3 separate regions of the Mus musculus genome follow, and regions 1 and 2 are each linked to region 3. A link is a contact called in public promoter capture Hi-C data. All regions are on one chromosome and are shown on one strand. Each heading gives the region's core, a stretch centred on a gene start, on an enhancer-like site or on the middle of the called end of the contact. The rest is flanking DNA. Distances are from core to core; before and after follow the strand shown.

Region 1 (3,921 bases), core at 797-3,296, 1.5 Mb before region 3:
GAATGGGGAGGAGAGGGAAATTCAGGATTGGGTTGGGGAGGGGCAGGGGAGATGGCCCGATGACCATGAGAATGAACGGAAATCTGCAACTAATCGGGGGAACGTAGTGGCCATCTTCAGGAAGAAACAGAAACCTGGGATAAGGGAGGTGCCCAAGAATGAATAGGGGCATCCTGAACACTGGGGATATGGAGCCTGGAGAGGCTGCCTGCTATGGCCAGGCAGGAACTCTGGTGGAGCAATAAGGACACCAACCCACCCACAAAACTTTTGACCCAAAATTTACCCTGTCTACAAGAAATGTAGAGGGCTGGTGAGATGGCTCAGTGGGTAAGAGCACCCGACTGCTCTTCCGAAGGTCCAGAGTTCAAATCCCAGCAACCACATGGTGGCTCACAACCATCCGTAACAAGATCTGACTCCCTCTTCTGGAGTGTTTGAAGACAGCTACAGTGTACTTACATATAATAAATAAATAAATCTTTAAAAAAAAAAAAAAAAAAAAAAAGAAATGTAGAGATTGGGGATGGAGCAGAGATTGAGAGAACAGCCAATCAGTAACTGGCCCAACTTGAGACACATACCATGGGCAAGCACCAATCCCTGACACTATTGATACTCTGTTATGCTTGCAGACAGGAGTCTAGCATGGCTGTCCTCTGAGAGTCTCCACCCAGCAGATGACTCAGACAGATAAAGACACCCACAGCCAAACAGTAGATGGAGCTGGGGACTCTTATGGAAGAATGTGAGGAAGAATTGCAGCCCCTAAGGGGATAGCAACTTCACAGGAAGACCAATCGAATCAACTAACCTGGACCTTTGGGGCTCTCAGAGACTTAACTACCACCAAAGAACATACATGGGCTGGACCTAGTCCTCCCTGCACATAGGTAGCAGATGTACAGCTTGGTCTTCCTGTGGGTCCCACATAACTGGAGTGGGGGCTATCCCAAAGGCTGTTGCCTGTGTGTGGGATATGTTTTTCTAGCTTGGCAGCCTTGTCTGGCCTCAGTGGGAAAGGATATGCACCAGACACCAAACTTGGTTCTTAAAGTCCCAGAAGACAGTGTGGTTTCTACTCAAGGCAAAAATGCAGCGTTTCTTGTTTGGTTTCAGACCAGGATTATGCCCAGGGACTGAGGCAAATATTTTACATTTTTACATGTTTACAAAGCAGACATGGCCTCCAGATTCTCCCATCATCCCTCAGACCCTACCTGGCATACCTTGCCTCCAACCTTGAAGTTTCCAGACCAGGGGCCTGGCTGCCCTTCCTCAAGAGGCTCTTCCCTATAAAATTCAGACATTTTGTGCTCTCTCCCTACCCCCTCCCCCATCTCTCCTTCTCCCACCCCGTGTCTCTCTCTGCTCGGTCGCCCTTTCTCTCTTTCTCCTCTCCCCCACTCCTCTCCATGGTGAGTCCCCTGGCCTTAATCCTTGGGGCCAGTTAACTCCCAATAAACCTGCCTTTAATGTAAACTAGTCTGGCTTGAATCGGCTCATTTCACCAGCGGTAGAGAAATGCCTATCATTTCTAAAAGGAAGGGAGAAAGAACAGTAATTTTGGCTGGGCGATCAATCAAAATGATCTACAACTGGGCATTAGACTTGGTGAACTATGTGTTCCTGGAGGGCCCTGAAACGGATGAACTGGGAAGCAGGGCACGGGTGGGATGCACGCTTGTGAGAGCCTTAGCTGCGGAAGCAAGGACAAGAGTGCGCACATGAACTGGAGAAGAAACTCTGACACCCTCGAGTCCTGACAGAAGGAGGCAGAACAGTGAGAAAAGATGAAGAAGAATTCCACAGTGCCCGCCCCCTCCCCACGCCCAGCGCTTCGCGGTCTAGAGTTGTTCTTTAGGAGCGGATCCTTTCTGCACTTCGTCCTCCATCTCTTTTGCGTCATCCACCCCTCTTCCCAGAGAAATTTATGGTCCTTCGCTATTACTATAACTCCTTCCGGGTCGGGGGAGGGTGGGGCACACCTAGTACTGAGATTCGCGTGAGGTGAGGCTCGTAGTCGCGTCCGGTGTTTAAATCTCGCGCAGGCGTGCTAGCTCCCTGTCGCTATGCGGGTGCTTGTAGGTGAGGGAGGGCAGAGTGGCGGGCCGGCTTAGGCTGTAGCCGAGAGCTGAGAAAACAGGCCCACAGGGTGCAGTCTCCTAAGCAGGCAACCTAGCCTTGGTTTCCCAGCCCCAAAAGCTGAATCTGTGCGACCCTGTGACTTTTGTCACCTCTGCATCGCGGGGTGGGTTGGAGAGGCCTGATGTCAGATGGGGACCGCACCCAAAGGGGCCGCCAGCAGATGACCTACCGCCACCCCGCTGAGTAAACAGTTTGTGCTCCCCCATCAGGTGGCGGGACGGGATTCATTGGGACAGCCGTAACCCAGCTGCTGAGAGGCAGGGGCCACGAAGTTAAATTGGTCTCCAGACAGCCTGGCCCGGGTCGAATCACGTGGGTAGGTCGAGCTTCTGGAAGGTGGGTGGGAGGGCAATTTGCGCGGGAAGGACAGTACCAGCCGGCACTGTACTTTCTCCCACAGAGTGAACTCAGTGAGTCGGGGCTGCCCCTCTGCGATGTTGTCATCAACCTGGCTGGAGAGAATATCCTCAACCCTCTGCGAAGGTCAACAGGGCCATAAAGCAGTTATCACCTGTACAGGGGGGAGAGAGGGTCGATGCCTGTGACCCGTGCATGGTAGACATAAACTTGTGCAAGTGTCCCCTTAAGCCTTTGGAGCCTGTTATATATCAGCGTCTACTAAAGCCCAGTGTTGTGGATAAAGAGATATAGCCCATGCCTATTGGGGGCCGGGGGAGAGAGTCCTATCTTCTTAGCCACCCCGAGCTATGCATTAAGACAGGCTTAGGACAACAGACTTACTGGGAGGGGAGCCGGATGAGTGGGGAGGATATGGTCTAGGTGCATGTCTGCACTTTTGACCTTTTCTTTCATTTTCTCTGCAGATGGAATGAAACCTTCCAAAAAGAGGTTCTTACGAGCCGCTTGGATACTACCCACTTGCTAGCCAAAGCCATCACCGAAACTGCGCACCCACCTCAGGCTTGGATTCTAGTCACAGGTGTAGGTACGCTCCCAAATCACCAGCCTCTTACATTAACGGAGCCAGGGAGAACAGAGCAAGCAGTTGAGGCACTTGGGGCTTGCACCCGAATCACAGGTCCTTCCCAGGGTCACTGCCTAGGCCTCCAGCCTTGCAGGTTCTTCCTGACCCAGATCTGTACTGTCACAGTCTGGTCTTTATGGGTGTGGAAAGGCAGAATGGGGGTGTGGGGTACTTGGCTAGAGAGCCTTTATTGGGAGCCCTCAGAGAAAGAGGTGTGGTACGGGTCCTAGTGCGCACAGAAGGCATCTCCCCACTCCCACACCCCTTGCTTTTTTGCACTGCAGTTCTTTATGAAGAGCTCCCTTTGTTGTGTCTCCTTTGAGACCACACAATTGCAAACAATTAAAATGAGTAGTAGCCACCATACTATTATATACATATTATTTAATCCTTACAACTTTATGAGGTAGGTACAGTTACTCCCATACTGAGGATGCAGATTTTTTTCATACGGAGAAGTAACTTGCCAAAAAAAAAAAAAGTCACAGATGTCAAGAATGGTCCAGTTCAAGCAGCTTAGCACCTACGTTTCTGTCCCTACCCACTACAAGCTAGCGGCCTCTGGACACAGCCTGACAGCCAAAAGCTAGATGTTCAGGCATGGACACACAGAGAAGCTCAAGGGGGAAACAGTTATGGTTCTTTCTTCTCCTGTGGAAACCCAAAGGGCAGAGGAGACTGAGGCTAAGGAGCCTTGCACTACAAAGGGCCCAGCAGGCCAGGGACCGCCAGAGCAAACAAACGCTCTTCCATGACAGCTTACTACCAGCCAAGCCTGACTAAGGAGT
Region 2 (4,368 bases), core at 1,047-3,546, 1.3 Mb before region 3:
TTGAAGGCCATTAGACAGTGTTCTCTGGTCTAATTTCATCCTTTCCTTCCTACTAGTTTCAGCACTTTTGTTTTTGCCTGTGATTGTGTGTGTGTGTGTGTGCAGGTTGAGTATCACTCAGCTCTGTGTTTGTGATGGTATTTGTTCTGCTTGCTATTCTGAGTTTTCTGGATCTATGTTTAGTATCTATCATTAATCGCTTCTCAGCCTTTTGGCTAAGATCAAGTGTAGTATCTATCATTACTTTGGGACACTTCTTAGTCATTGCTCCAAACATTTCTTCATCCTCTAGTCTCACTGTGTGTAACAGTAGTTTTTATTTACCTGTCTCTGTCTGCTAATCTAGGCCTTGTATGGAAGCGTCTAGCCTCCAAACTATCTAATCTAGGCCTGGAAGGTTTTCAGCCTCTGAGATTTTCTTAGTTAGGTTTTCACTGCTGTAAAGAGACACCATGACCAAGGCAACTCTTATAAGGGACAACTTTTAATCAGGGTTGGCTTACAAGTTCAGAGTCTCAATCCATTATCATCATGGCAGAATGCATGGCAGTGTCCAGGAAGGCATGGTACTAGAGAAGGAGCCAAGAGTTTTACATCTTGTTCCAAAGGCAAACAGGAGAAGACTGGCTTCCAGGCAGCTAGGAGAAGAGTCTCAAAGCCCACCACAGTGTCACACTTCTTCCGACAAGGCCACATCTACTCCAACAAGGCACACCTCCTAATAGTGCCACTTACTCTCTGGGCCAAGAATATTCAAACCACCCCAGAGTTATTGCTGAATAAACTCGCCCCTTTTTAGTTCTTTCTGACTTCTGTCCATCTGGTTCAACTCAGCTGTTCTGGCTCAAACTCTTCTCCCAGCTGACTAATTCAATCTGGCTTCTCTGAATTGCTGTTTGACCTCAAACTAACTTTAGCAATCTTTTCTAATCTTCTGGCTCTTTCTCATGTTCTTACTTGTTCTGTCTTTACCTGTGCATGCCCCCCCCCCCTCTGTAACCTCCATCCCAGGAGACTTAAATCTTCACCTGCCCTCCATGGGCACTCCACACACATGGTTCACAGACATACATTCAGACAAAACACTGGTCCACATTAAATAAAAATAAAGTATCAAAAGAGTTAAATTAATACATGATAGCTTTAAAAAGGAAATTAATTTCTCAGCTTTAAAAACAATGTGTAACTAGATTGGACTTCTACCCAGAACCATGCAAGCAACAAGGGAGTAAAGTATTTACAGTACTGAAAACAAGGGGGAAAAAAAAAAACCCCATCTCACGCCGGGATTTAGAGGTGTGCACCAGCACACTCTGTGGGAAAATTCTTTAGAAAAAATGAAAGTGGGGCTGGAGAGATGGCTCAGCGGTTAAGAGCACCGACTGCTCTTCCAGAGGTCCTGAGTTCAATTTCCAGCAACCACATGGTAGCTCACAACCATCTGTAGTGGGGATCCAATGCCCTCTTCTGGTGTGTCTGAAGAGAGTAATGTGTACTCATACATAAAATAAATAAATCTTTAAAGAAAAAATGAAAGTGGTAAGGTCAGAAATGACAGAAAAAAATATGAAGAAAACCCACTTCAACATTAACATCCAGTGTAGTACTTTGGTACTGGGTCTGGAAAGGCTCTGAATACTGATCTGGAGAACCAAGGCAAAGTGTGAGCCATGAGTCTGGGAATGGAGGAAACCATTCAAATAATGGGCAGGTTTCATAAAATTCCTGCAAGGTGGGCAAGGCAGATAATTAATTTAAGCAACAAAGTAAAGCTGTACACAGTGTGCCCGGTTCTGTCCTTGGGGAGAGCAAGAAGAGTCAACCCACTAAAGGACTCCATCAAGTTAGTGCTCAAAAGAAACTTGGAAAAGGAAGCCCTTAAATATTATAAACTACACGAAACAGCAAAGATGTGGCACAGAAAAGCATAAAACGGCTGTCATCCTACTGTCCAGGAGAACCCTGACTAGCCCTAGGATATTTCAAACTATATTCGTTTAGGCACCGGCGAGTCAGGACAGGAGGGCGGAGTTACCACTCAGGCCTGTGTTTGGTTTTTTGAAACGAGCGAGCGCCCTCTTCTGTTTCGCGAGAGGAATGGCAGAATTTTTCCTGGGAGCGGCTGGCGGCCCGGGAAGGGCTTGGCAGACGCTGATTCAGACACCTAGGTTTACAGCTTGCAGGGGTGATGGAGAGTGACGCTAGGTCGTACGTCACTTTCACAGTGCAGGGGACCTCGTGACGTCACAGCTCCCTCCGCGGCCTCTTCCGGGGAGGGAAGCCGCGCGCCCAGGCGGAAGTGACGTACTCCTGCGTTTCCCTCAGTGGCGGCATTTTAAGTTTAGTGATCTGGACAGGTTGATACACTTAAGTCACCGCCTGAGAGGAGACTGCGGGGTTCCCGTGGCTCCGCGAAATGGGCCCAGCTGGTCCGCCGACCTTCCGGTGCAGATGAGAGAAGCGGGGCTCCGCCTACGGGAGCGTCCGGGAAGCCTGGGTTGAACGAAAGGAGGAAAGGGCGCCCGCGGGCCATGGCCCCACCTCCAGGGGTAGGTCCCGCGTCTCTGCGGTTTGCTGCCGCCGCCAGCTGGCTGGTAGTCCGCCGTCGCCGCGTAGAGCACTTCCCGAAAGTGGTGGAGTTTCTGCAGTCCTTGCGCGCTGCTGCCCCCGGCTTGGTTTGCTACCGGCACCATGAACGCCTGTGTATGAGCCTAAAGGCCAAGGTACTAGAGAGAAGGACGTCTGGTTGGGACTAAGATCGGCTGGAAAAGGGTAGGTGTTCTGAGCCCTGTACCGTGCAGGTGGTGGTGGAGCTGATCCTGCAGGCGCGACCCTGGGACCAGGTCCTGAATGCCCTGAAGCATCACTTCCCAGCAGAGTCCAGAACAGTAAGTACCACTGGACCCCGAAGCTGTGAGTGCTATCTTGGGCAGACCAAACTCAGGCCTGATGCAACCAAGTTGCCCCTGGGTCCTAGCGACACCTCCTCACCCAAATTTTCCTGTCTTCAATATCCTCAACAGACAAAAGAAGACAGGAAGCTTTTGGAGGCACGGGAAAATTTTTGCTTGCTTGTGAAGCACCTGTCAGAGGACCCGCCTTCGAGCCTGCAGGTGAGAATGGTTGGTTTGGAGGATGTTATGGGATTCCTGTTTTGTTTTGTTTTGTTTTCTAAAATTCATCTGACCTGCTTCACTTTCCCACATACAGGAACTAGAACAAGACTATGGGGAATCCTTTCTAGTTGCCATGGAAAAGCTGTTGTTTGAATACTTGTGTCAGCTAGAGAAAGCACTGCCTCCAGTCAGAGCACAAGAGGTTGTTGAGAAAGAAACACTTTAAGGGCGGAAGGCTGGGTGGCTTCCCCGAGAACTATGATCTTCCTATCTGTCGCCTTGCCCACAGCTTCAGGATGCTCTAAGTTGGAGTCAGCCGGGCTCGTTCATCACTTCTTCGGTTGCTTTGCACCAGTATGGTATGGACATGGGGTGGACATTTCCAGGTAAGAGGATCAGCGGAGATAACTAGCAATTTGGAGGTTAGTGTTTAGCTCTACCAAACCTGAGTCAGCCGAATGGAAGTTATATGGGCCTGTAACACAAACCTGAGTTTTAACCTAGTTCTAATTTTATAAGGCATCTTATTTTATCTTTCAGAGAGCTCTACTTCTGGCTCAGGGAATCTGATAGAGCCCATGGAAGAGAGTCCTCATCAGCAAACCAGGCCAGCATTCCACAGTCCTCTGCCTAAAGCTAAGCTTGGCCCTCACCAGCCAGCTTCACTGGAGCACCCAGAACACTTAGCTGGCCACCGCTTTAATCTGGCCCCTTTGGGAAAGCGAAAATCCCGATCACATTGGACATCGGCAAAGGCGTGCCATAAAGAGCGGCCCACAGTCATGCTACTCCCATTTAGGAACATGGGCTTACCAGCTCAAGACTTATCTAACCCTAAAAGCAGGGAAGAACCCGGTGCGGCCTCAGCAGCTTCTGTGGGAACAGAGCCAGTCTGCACGGAGGAGGCTAAGACTCCATCTCGGCCTTTGGGGAAAAGGGCATTAGAGGAGACCCCACCTGACTCACCGGCTGCAGAGCAGGAGTAAGGGTCTCTTCTCCTTCCTTAGGAATACTTTCCCTGCCTGCTTCCCTTCTTCACCCAACCTTTCCTTTGCCTTCACCTCAGGAACAGTGTGAATTGCGTGGATCCTCTAAGACACTCATCACCGCCTCTTACAGTCAAGAAACCAGGTAAGCTTTGGACCAGACGGCGTTGGGACTTTCCAAGGCCTGTGCTCACCTAAAAGTGGGTCTAGGTTTTGTTTCTGCTTATTTTTTTCGAGACAGGTTTTTTCTACATAACCCTGGCTGT
Region 3 (4,084 bases), core at 833-3,332:
CCATGCACTGCCAAACAGTAGCTCAAGTACAACACAACTTAAAACAGATTCTAATTTATGGGGCTGTAGAGATGGCTCTCTGCTCTTGCAAGGGACAAGGGTTCAACTCCCAGTAGCCACCCCAGAGCTCACAACCATCTGTAATTCCAGTTCCAGAGGATCTGACACCCTCCTCTGACCACTACAGGTACCACGAACACATATGATGAACATACATTGATACAGGCAAAACACATGTATATAAAGTAAAAATCAATCTTAAAGAAAATGAAGATAAATGATGATTTAAATTTTCCTCCTCCAGTCATAAACACAGCCTTTGGCAGAGTCCCAGCTACTCACTGCAAGCTTCTCCCTTTGAGCTTTTCTTCGAAGTTGGCCTTTCATTGGGGGTGCAGGGCGGCCATCTACAGACAAAAGTAAACAAAAGGCATAGTGTTAAATGTGGTCTGGGGATCCTGTCCAAACACTGGTGTGATAGGGATTGGAGAAGAGTAAGCCCCTAGCTCCACTTTTCCAGGTCACCCTGACTATGGTTGGTTGGGTGGATGCTGGCGTGCGTGAGGCTGTAGGTTCAGGGCCCAGTTCTGCTCATCAAAAACAATACTGAGGAGGATCCCAGTTCACAACCACAACTAAAACTCACCTAGCCTCAGAGGTGAGGTCCAACAGAATCACGAAATGACTTCATAGGCACGCTCTTCCTATCATTTAACCCTGTCATTAGCATGGACCTAGGGCCGTCTGCCAAGCTGAACTCACTTTTCTCTTCAGAAACCCTTCACTCAATGTGTCTCTTTGCTAAACTTCATCTCATTGTATAATGAAATATAGGGTTTTTTTTCTCCCTCACTCTTGATTTTTGAGGCAAGGTTTCACTATGTAGCCAAGGCTATCCCCTAGCTCTCAGTGCTTCTGCCTCGTGAGTGCCGATTGCAGGCATGCGTCACTACTCTCTTTTAATTTTGCTTTTTTTAAAGTTTTATTTTTATGTGCTTGGGTGTTGTGTTTGTATGTATGTCTGTGCACCATGTGGGTGCCTGGTAAAGGTGGAAGTGAAAAGATGACATTGGATCCCCTGGAACTGGAGTTACAAGCAATTGTGAGTCACCCTGTGGGTGTTGGGAATCGAACCCATGTCCTCCGGAAGAACAGGCACCGCATTTTAAAGGCATCCTTCAGTCCATAAGTTTTTTTTTTTTTTTTTTTTTTAAAGAGAAAAAGACTTCTCTGTACTGAGTCTGCCATTTCAGACTTGTAGGGATCTTCGGTGTTCTTTTCAGCAGCTTTTCAAAGAATTCCTTGTACATTTGCAAACGAATTGTCAAAATACACTCACCACACATGTGAGAGTTTTATCCTTCTGAGAGGATAAAAGTCATACATACTTCCAAGCCCAGAACAGCCCACGTTAGTATTTCCTTATACCTTCAGGATACGATCCTGACAGCTAACTTTCCTTAGCCAATTACTATTTCTTGATTGATACACAGGGTCTCATTCTGTAGTTCAGGATAATCAAGGATTCCTTACATAGCACTAACCTCACAGCAATCCCTCTGCCTCAGCTCTCCAAACCTAAAACCTCAGGGGTGAACTAACACCCGGCTACACAGTCAGGCAAAGGTAGAGCTGCAGTCCTCCAACTCAAGTAAAAGGTTCACTATTTTCCCAGACACGCCCCCAACCCTTACCCCGGTGGTCTCGGAGGAAAAAAAACAAAAACAAAAAACCCTTGACATCAAGGCTCACCCGCGAAGGACCAGTCAGGGAGCTCCGTGAGGGGCCCATAGCCGGAAGGGTTGGCAGCCAGCCCTTGCCTGGGTGGGGGAGACAGTGTGGGTGAGGACGCGGCGGGATACTAGGTCCCGCCGCGCCCCCGCCCGGCACGGCACTCACTGGAGTCGCCACTGGCCACCGGCCCGCGCCACTACGCTGCAGTGCAATCTCCGGACACCTAATGGAAGAGCAGGGAGTTAGAGGGCTGGTCGCCCCGCGGCTCCCGTGTCCCCAACCCCACAATCACTCACTGGACAGCCAGGTCCCTAAGGCAGCCATGCCGGAGCAAGGGAACCGGAAGTGGGCGTGGCCCCGGCAGCCACGCGGGACGCTGCCGGGAAAACCGGAAGCCGACATCTTGAATGTGGTTTTCAATCGCCGGTCCCACCATCTTGCGTTATCGTACGGAAGTGGGAGTCAGCTGTGGGCTGAGTGTTCTGAACAGGAGGAACTGCCCCGCGCGTGCATCTTGCACCCTCCGAGGTGGTTGAGATACCTGTGACCGAATCCTTCGCAGCTGTTTCCAAGTCCTTTCCCGGACGTTCTCCAGACTTGGGAAATTTAGGGTAACTCAGAAGTGTCGCATCCAACGAACCTCATTGTGCAGCCTTCTGCTTCATTTTAACGTTTGTTTTCTGATATGATCAAGTGTAGAACGAGTTGGAAAAATTTGGTTCTCATCCAACGGAGTCGAAGAAGTGGTGAATGGGTTAGGAGATTATAGGGGTAGCTAAAAAACAGTCCAGATAAGGCATTTGAGTCTAGGAAGACAAATGATCACAGACATGACTAATAGTGCAGCCCAGTGGTGGGAAGGGAAGTATATGTCATTTGCAAGACTATGTATGGAAGCACGGATCTGAGGACACTGTTAAACATTTTTTTGAGGAAGTTGTACTGGTGCCAGTTATTATTTTTTTTTTTTTTTAAACAAGGTCTCACCATGTAACTATGGTACTCAGTATGTAGCCTAGGTTGGCATCGAACTCATTGAGATACATCTGCCTCTGCTCCCGAATGCAGGGATGTAAGGTGACTCTGATTCTAATTTTAAACCACACATTCTCATGAGTTAGGTATACTTTTTGAGTGGATTAAACCTGGAAACTGAAGTGCTCCCAAACCAAACCTGTTGAATCCAAACATGATGCTACGATGGAGAATTACACACCCGAAGTCATGACGGAATTTTTGTCAAAAAAAATCAGGTGCACTAAGGGCTGGCGATGATGCTGTGGTGGAATACTTGTCTAGCATGCTTAGACTGTGGATTCATCCTTAGCATACTCAAAAATAACATTCAGCATGAAAGAATTTTATGCTTAGAATTCAGGTCCATCCCCAACAAACATATATTCAAATGTTCCCAAATCAGGCATTTCTGTATTAAGGGCCCAAGAGTTGGACAGATTCCCTGGTAGGCAGACAGATAAAAGACCATGACTAGATAATGATGAATTTCCACGATGTCTGGTTTCTTCCTCTCCTCCTAGCCTGAGACAAAAGCCTGGCAGCATAAAACAAAGAATCTTGTGGGCTTTCTCTCCCTCCCAGTAGATCTGCTGATAGACTGACTCCAGGAATTCAAGGCTGGATTGGTACATGTTCCAAGACAGTTGTGGGCCAATCAGCCATCCTTTTTCTCTTTAAATTTACCAACCCTAAATTAGGGGAGGAAAACTTCAGAGACTTAAAAACTCCAGCCTTGGAAAAGGACTAGATTTTCAGTCTTCTGAGTCCCCCTTCTTGGCTTTGCAAAGGCACTTTTCTCTGTGTGTGATGCATGTATATGTTGCTTCACCCTTCAATAAAGCCTTTCTTCAGTTGCTGATTCTGTCTGAGCTGTTTGCGATGTTGGAGATTTCTCCACTGCTACCTGTCACATCTGAGGATTTCCTGCCTATTAATTCTTTAGCTGACAGTAGAAACAAGACCGATCAAGGCCCGTGATGCTAACAATACCAAGCATTTCAAATAAAGGATATTCAACCTATAAGCTAGAGCTTCCTTTCTCCCCAGCACCTCTTTTGAGATAGGCATCTTGCTAAGTAGCTCTGGATGACCCAGTGCCTGCTAGGTAGCCCTGGCTGCCCTCAATGCTCCTGCATCAATCAGCCTTTTGAATACTGGGATTACCAGTTAGTACCACCATGCCTGGCTTGCTTTATTCTCTTTGGTATTTATTTTTGCCTTTGAGGAACTCCTTTTTCCTTCCTTTCCCTTTTTTATTTCCTCCATCTTTCCTCCCTAGCCTTTCCTTTCCCATTATGAGACAGGGTCTTGCTCTGTAACCCAGACTGGTCTA

What was found. Promoter capture Hi-C pulls out the DNA fragments that hold promoters and counts their contacts.
Region 1: a promoter capture Hi-C map of hippocampal neurons shows a contact between it and region 3, with 2.8 times the contacts expected there. The contact joins the promoter of Sdr39u1 here to the promoter of Mrpl52 in region 3. A contact is called at or near these places in 2 of 39 promoter capture datasets (hippocampal neurons and pre-B cells).
Region 2: a promoter capture Hi-C map of hippocampal neurons shows a contact between it and region 3, with 2.3 times the contacts expected there. The contact joins the promoter of Tinf2 here to the promoter of Mrpl52 in region 3. A contact is called at or near these places in 2 of 39 promoter capture datasets (hippocampal neurons and pre-B cells).

Annotation. Positions count from the first base shown.
Region 1 is chr14:55,898,357-55,902,277 of GRCm38.p6, reverse strand. Sdr39u1 (short chain dehydrogenase/reductase family 39U, member 1) reads left to right here and starts at 2,046. Exons shown (of 6, transcript NM_001082975.1): 1 at 2,046-2,088; 2 at 2,358-2,464; 3 at 2,549-2,631; 4 at 2,973-3,094; 5 at 3,892-3,921. The coding sequence starts at 2,073. Khnyn (KH and NYN domain containing) reads right to left here. Exons shown (of 8, transcript NM_027143.3): 8 at 3,498-3,921.
Region 2 is chr14:55,679,745-55,684,112 of GRCm38.p6, reverse strand. It overlaps Tinf2 (Terf1 (TRF1)-interacting nuclear factor 2), which reads left to right and starts at 2,296. Exons shown (of 9, transcript NM_145705.3): 1 at 2,296-2,723; 2 at 2,802-2,888; 3 at 3,024-3,113; 4 at 3,211-3,318; 5 at 3,406-3,502; 6 at 3,657-4,098; 7 at 4,183-4,247. The coding sequence starts at 2,532. It also overlaps a transcript of Gmpr2 not described here and the pseudogene Gm25887.
Region 3 is chr14:54,424,907-54,428,990 of GRCm38.p6, reverse strand. It overlaps Mrpl52 (mitochondrial ribosomal protein L52), which reads right to left and starts at 2,082. Exons shown (of 5, transcript NM_026851.2): 1 at 2,031-2,082; 2 at 1,900-1,957; 3 at 1,753-1,820; 4 at 343-407. The coding sequence starts at 2,058.